Regions from separate parts of the Zea mays genome. Here region 1 is linked to region 2. The links are chromatin contacts, called in public Hi-C maps. All regions are on one chromosome and are shown on one strand. Each heading gives the region's core, a stretch centred on a gene start, on an enhancer-like site or on the middle of the called end of the contact. The rest is flanking DNA. Distances are from core to core; before and after follow the strand shown.

Evidence for each region. A called contact is a pair of places that touch in the nucleus more often than the background predicts.
Region 1: a Hi-C map of leaf shows a contact between it and region 2, with 6 times the contacts expected there. The contact joins the promoter of LOC100216609 here to the promoter of LOC541709 in region 2. A contact is called at or near these places in 2 of 25 Hi-C or Micro-C datasets (ear and leaf).

The regions. Positions count from the first base shown.
Region 1 is chr7:169,353,647-169,356,799 of Zm-B73-REFERENCE-NAM-5.0, forward strand. LOC100216609 (succinyl-CoA ligase alpha-chain 2) reads left to right here and starts at 1,390. Exons shown (of 7, transcript NM_001143022.1): 1 at 1,390-1,644; 2 at 2,810-3,019. The coding sequence starts at 1,438.
Region 2 is chr7:169,209,643-169,212,975 of Zm-B73-REFERENCE-NAM-5.0, forward strand. LOC541709 (recombination protein51 gene a) reads right to left here and starts at 1,731. Exons shown (of 9, transcript NM_001111448.2): 1 at 1,574-1,731; 2 at 259-403; 3 at 41-151. The coding sequence starts at 1,663. LOC103633336 (pheophytinase, chloroplastic) reads left to right here and starts at 1,866. Exons shown (of 8, transcript XM_008655054.2): 1 at 1,866-2,355; 2 at 2,469-2,561; 3 at 3,160-3,333. The coding sequence starts at 2,066.

The DNA of each region.
Region 1 (3,153 bases), core at 140-2,639, 140 kb after region 2:
GGCTAGGGAATGGTGGAACCAATAGCACCATATTGCTAGTCATAGTGGAGTGGAACTAGTTTAAATATGGAAGCCACACTCACTCACCAAGTCATGGATGAGAGGAGAGAGTGTGGAGAGCCACACACGCGCGCTCGCCTCGCCGGGGCGGGGCGAAGGGCGCGGGCGCACGACGTACGCGTGAATGGTCTGCCGAAATCTGGCCCCTTGCCTTGCGGGGGCGCGACTCCCTTTTGCCGGTTTAATTTTTTGGTTGCTTGGCTGTTAAGATCAGAATTCTAACCGATCCCTATAAAATCTAAACTGAACGCGAGATTTTCGTGGGCAGATAAGATCGAAGATAGCTATCTGGTCGCGGACTTGGCCCTATAAAAGGCGCCTGGCAGCCAGCATCCAAATCATCCTAGTTTTCGCTTTCGCCTCTCTTCACAACTGAGCCGCCTTCAGTTCTCTTCATCCCGACCGCCGACGTGCATCTGCGATCGGGAGAGCAGGTCTCCGGAATCCTTCGCCCTTCAAGATCCTGCATCGGGAGAGGGCGAATAAGGTTTTTGGGAAGCGTCCTCACGCAACTTCTCGCTGATTCCGCTGATCATCAATCCTGCTGCTTCGACATCGCCGACCCTGCTGATTCCAGCCTGCGCCATCTATCAGTATATCTAATCAGTACGCATCATCTGATTTGACTTTTTATTTCAGTTTTTCTGATTTGGTCATGATTTATATTCGGAGTTTAATCTGAAAATTGTCTAATTATTCAACAGTTAGCAGCTAAAACTGCTAAAACTAGCTGAGAGTTTTAGAAAGGAGCAGGAAATAGACCATCTAATTGTTAACAATTAGTTGTTAGTCGCTTAAACCCAATTAAAATCAACTGCTGGCTAACTAACAATTAGCTTTAGAGGTTTGAAATGGTCTATGTCATACACAACCTTAATTTTATCCATGTCATATATTTTAAAGATATATTCCCTTCATTTGTAACTTTAAGATATTTTAGTCTTTTCTAGATGTATAAATTTTGGTACGCACTTAGATGTACTATCAATATGTCGTTTAGGCTCGTGGCATTTGTGCAAGTGCCCGTTTAGGCTCGTGGCATTTGTGCAAGTGCGTATGTTTAATTGCCTGTGTGATAGGACTAGATACGGCCCTTAAAAAATGTGATGTTTCATGTTTGAAAACGACGAAAAAAGTTGATTCAAGATTAGCCTACGTTTGAAAATAACGACATAACAGGGGTCCCTAGCGAACTTTCACGCGCAACTTTCCCTGCAAGAATGGATCGCGAGACCAAGAACAGTAGACCAAAGACAAAGGAAGGCGAGGGCCACCATCCCCAAAACCCGTAAAAAAACCCGAATTGACAAATTGAGTCGACGGGGAAGGAAATAAAGAAGGGGAAGAGCACGCGCCGCCGCCAGCACCGCGTCCGCCATGGCCGCCTCCTCCCGCCGCGCGTCTCAATTGCTGGGGTCCGCGGCCTCCCGCCTCCTCCTCGGGCGGGGCTTCGCCGCGGCAGCCGCCGCGGCGCCCTCGCCGGCGGTCTTCGTCGACAAGAGCACCCGTGTGATCTGCCAGGGCATCACGGGGAAGAACGGCACCTTCCACACCGAGCAGGCCATCGAGTACGGCACCAACATGGTATGCCCTCGCCACTGCCACCCCTCGTTTGTCTCCCTTTGATGTGCCCCTCAATGGCTCGATTCGTGTGCTCCGTCCCGTGCCGCGCGATTCTAGGTGTTGGCAGAGCTCGTGCTGCGCGATCTCGTGGGTGCGAGGTCGCCGATCTCCATTTCCTCGGGCCTTATTTTTTTTGTTTGGTTCGTTATCATTTACTGAGTTGATTTTATTGCTAATCGATGTCAGTAACATTCTCTAGTAATATTGGTGCTTTTCACCATGCAATCTACTAAGCCAGCATTTGTCTGTAGACCTGAAGCATACGCATTTCTCAGGATGCATAAGCGTATATGGTTTGAGAAAATAAATCCTCACAGGAAATCTGATTTGAACCAAGGATCTTGAGATTGTGAGACCCATCATGAATGTTTAAAACCATTAAGCTCTTCTAAGTACAACCTAACAAAAAGGAACCATGTATGAAGATGTAATTATTCTTCACTAAAGTGGGGACAGGGCAATTTTTGTTTCCAATATGTTTTATGTAAATGGGCGGCAGTCCTCAGACAACCAAATTGTGATAATAGGAAGAAGGAAGTGAAGCACTGTTGAAGTCTGGTTTTTAGCATGAGGGTTTCATGGATCTGGCATGTTTTACATATATGTTGTTTTTTTGACCGGAAAACTGTAGGGGAAACCCCTGCAGCATGAATTTTCTTGCAAAAAAGGAAGCCCAAGGGCTTAAAAAAATGTACAGACCCAGCAACTAAATAATTACAAACCGACTAGGGGCCTGAAAGCCAGTATTTCTAGCCGCAGTAGTCACCGAGTTAGTTCTTAAGGGTGCCCACGAAATTCTCCTTCCAAGACCTGGACTCGGGGTCCGGATTTACATTTATGTTGTTGACCACTAGATTCATATAATTAACGTGTCACACTATTTCTAACAACGGAATTGAACCAGATGCTACATTTTCCTGCTATATGGTATTATAGTAATATTATTATGAATACAGCTGAGCGGTTCATGCTGCACAAAATATTTGAATAATGATTTGTATATTCCAACAGTATTTCAGTACATAGATATATCTTTTAAATCTAATATTGTTATTTTTTTTTAAAGTTTTGCCTGTAGCCTGTGTCTCTCTATCTCTTGTATTAAGGTTCTTTTTTGTTGTAACAGGTTGGTGGAGTGACTCCCAAGAAAGGTGGAACTGAACATTTAGGGCTCCCAGTGTTTAACTCTGTAGCAGAAGCTAAGGCTGAAACAAAAGCCAATGCATCTGTTATATATGTTCCACCACCATTTGCTGCCGCCGCTATAATGGAGGCAATGGAGGCTGAGCTCGACCTTGTTGTCTGCATTACGGAAGGAATTCCCCAGCATGACATGGTAATTTTTAACCATTTCTGTACCTTGTTAGTCATCTGAGCCTGGCAATCTGCTGAATCGTCTCTTGGTTTGGCAATCACTGCACATGTAAATTATAAAGTCTTTTATTTTTGGCAAAAAGACTAGAAAATAGT
Region 2 (3,333 bases), core at 481-2,980:
TGTGTATGGAAAAATATCATGGAATATGCAAGCTCATTACCCTCCAATATCTTATCAAGCTCTCTTGATCCAGTTGTAACTTGAATTATCTCCAGTCGCTGCGCATGAAGTTGACTGGCACTTGTAAATCCCAGTGGAACTATCTTGGATGCTGTAAAAAGTTTGCAGACAATTATGAATTCCATAGTGTGCAATACAGCTTCCACACAACATAACCTCAATACAGTTTCGATACATATACAGTCCCACATTACTTGCCTGCTTCAATTATCTTGTCAGCTTTAGCTTCACTTATCCCTTTGATCTGCAGAAGATCTTTCCTTGGAGTGTAAGCCACAGCCTCCACAGTGTGGAGACCAGAATCTTTCAGCTTCTTCACATCCAATGCAGCTATTCCAGAAGCCTATACCACAAATTTAATGTTAACAGAGCAACAAAACTTTTTTATGTTTCAAGAAACTAGTTACAGTATCAGCTATCTAAATGCCACTTAAACAATGGAATAAAAACAAATTGCAAAATGCAACCATAGGAGCTTTTTCTAATGTTTATCGAGCTAGAATTGAAGAAAGATATGTCGTTAAGCAAGAAACTACAATTGTGCCATGCATTAGATTCCTCATTTTCAGGTGTTTGTACAGGGGAAAACTGACTCATCTGAAATGATGTAGGCACAGGAAATTCAACAAACAGAAGAACATTTCTCACAAAATACACTGATACAGGATGGCGACTTCATGCTCCATTTTTTGAAGCAGATTTCAGAAGCAACTACCCATGTCCCATCCCATGAATCCACTCGAGAGCCAAGTTATGGTTCCAATTGAAAGCATGTCATATCAGCACAAAAATGAATGTACTAAACTTTGACACTATTTACAACTGCAAATTGTGCAATCCGTGGTAGAAAGGATCAAAGGATCAAACAAACACAGGAAAACTCCAACATAAGTGGACTGCAACTGCAAGACACAAAAAATTCAAGAAAAACTACCAGTTCACACCCTGAATGAAGAGGCGGGGACTTTCCATTTCCAAAAGTTTGTTCCGGATCCGAAAGCAAGCAAACCGAAACCCGACCACCATTCATTGTGAAGTGGCGAATTATCAAGAACCTAGTTTTTCGCAACTAAGAATCAACGGAGAATGTCAAATCAATCACGCATAAACTGGAAACCACATAATCCCTCACAATCTTGCCGTCATTCACGGGAATGGTGAATTAATCAATCATGAACATATGTTCTCGCACTCAATAAACCGCAGCAATAGCTGGGAAATACAAATACTAATTCATCAGCGCACAGATCGGAATATCCAAGAAAGGGTTATCCTTGACTCCACGAAGGGAGGAACAAAAAATTCAAGAACCTCCCATTTCTTCGGCCAAGAACCCAGCGCCTCACCCAAAGAACTCGAAACCCGCGACGAGACCCACCTCCTCACGCAGAGCCAGAGTCTCAAAAAAACCTCAAGTCGCGGAGAATCCACCCATCCTAGCGCGAGGGGAACAAGAACCGGACCCAAGAAGCCGGTTAGGGTTAGAGCAAGGCGAGGGGAGCCGGGTCCGCACCTGGAGCTGCTCGATGGGGAATGGCCCGTGCTCCACCTCCTCCTGCTCCGCTGCCGCCGCCTTCTGCTGCTGCTGCGCCGCCGACGACATGGCCTTCTTCCTTCTCTCAAGTCTCACCTCTGCCCTGTTCGAAGCGAATTGGAGAGCGGCAAGGGAAAATAGAAGGGACGATTTATTGGACTGGAGCTCCTGTCGGTGGACGGCCCAGTAAAATAACATGGGCTGGACTCCGATCCAATTTCTGTTTCAGTTCTTTTTAGGTCCGCGACTGGAGGCCCGGTCGCCTCGCTGGCTCGCTCACCTGCCGTCCCGTTTCGCCCACGCGGCGAAACAACCAACACCAATAGGCAATGGCCGAGGAGCTCCCACTGTCCCGCACGCGCGCGCCCGTTGCGTTGCTTCTCCGTCTCCCCGAATTCTCCCTCCGTCTCGGCCGTCGGCACTCATCTACTGTCCAGTGTCCACACACCAACGCGCGCGCGGCGCGGCGGTATGGCTTGCGCGGCCGCTCCCAGCCCCCTCCCCGGCGTCCCCGCTCGCCGCAGCACCACGGCGCCCTGCGTGGTCTTCGCCGTGGGCCCCCACCCGCCGCGATTCTACAGACCTTTTAAACCCTCCACGGGAGGCGCGCCACGCTCCAGCCTGCGCGTCGTGGCCTCTAGCTCCAAGGCGGACCCAGTAGAGGAGAGACTCCCAGTCGCGCCGCTCGCGGATGTTCTAGTTTCGGCCAACGCCTCCTCGCCCAGTCCGCCGGTGGAGCCTCAGCCCCAAGTAAGCACCGGGTAGGCACCGCCGCGCCTGAGGACGTCTAGGGCCCGGTTGCGGTTTCATTGTTTTGGTTATCGCGACTTGTGTTGCTTATCGTTGATTGCTGTCTTTCTTCGTCTGCATGCAGCACATGGAAATGGAGGGGCTACAACATTCGCTACCAGCACGCTGGGACAGCAGGCCCTGCATTGGTTCTGGTTCATGGGTTTGGGGCAAACAGGTGTGTGCCATACACTGATAAACCCGTGTTTCAGTGTTTCTGTACCATTTCTGTCTCCAAATCTGCTAGCAACTGCATTTCTTGATAGCAAAGTTTTCCTTAGCTACCGGTGCACTTTCCGTTGGACTGCTAAGGTACACAAATGCATCTTTTTCAAAAACAACAACAACAACAACAACCAGGTATGCACTATGCAGAAATGTAGAATTGGCCAGCGAAAGTAGTTCGTTAAGGTCTCGGTTGGATGCATGTATCCACCTCAAAACTGCATGTGTTGGAGTTGATTAGAGTGGAACTTAGTTTAATTTACACTTCAATTCACTTCGACACGTGGGTTGAGGTAATCACACGGCCATCAAAACAAGCCCTAACTTAGTAGGTACTTGAGAACTAGTTCATTTGATAAACCAGCTGTTGAGCTTTAAGAGAATATCTGTTTACCTATTACATCGAACATTTTCTGATTATTTTGCTTCAAAGCTACTTTGAACCCATATGAGACTAAAGAAACGCTAGGCCCTTACTAACCACACATATGTCTCTCTTAAATTTATTAGCTACCTTTCTTGCAGTGATCGACATATTCCTTTTTTTTCAGTGACCATTGGCGGAAAAATATGTCTGTTCTAGCCATGGCACACAGGGTATATGCTATAGATCTAATTGGTTATGGCTATTCTGATAAGCCTAACCCACGTGAGATCGAAGAGAACTTTTATACTTTTGAGACATGGGGAGAACAGCTGAATTCATTTTGTGCTGAAGTTGTCCA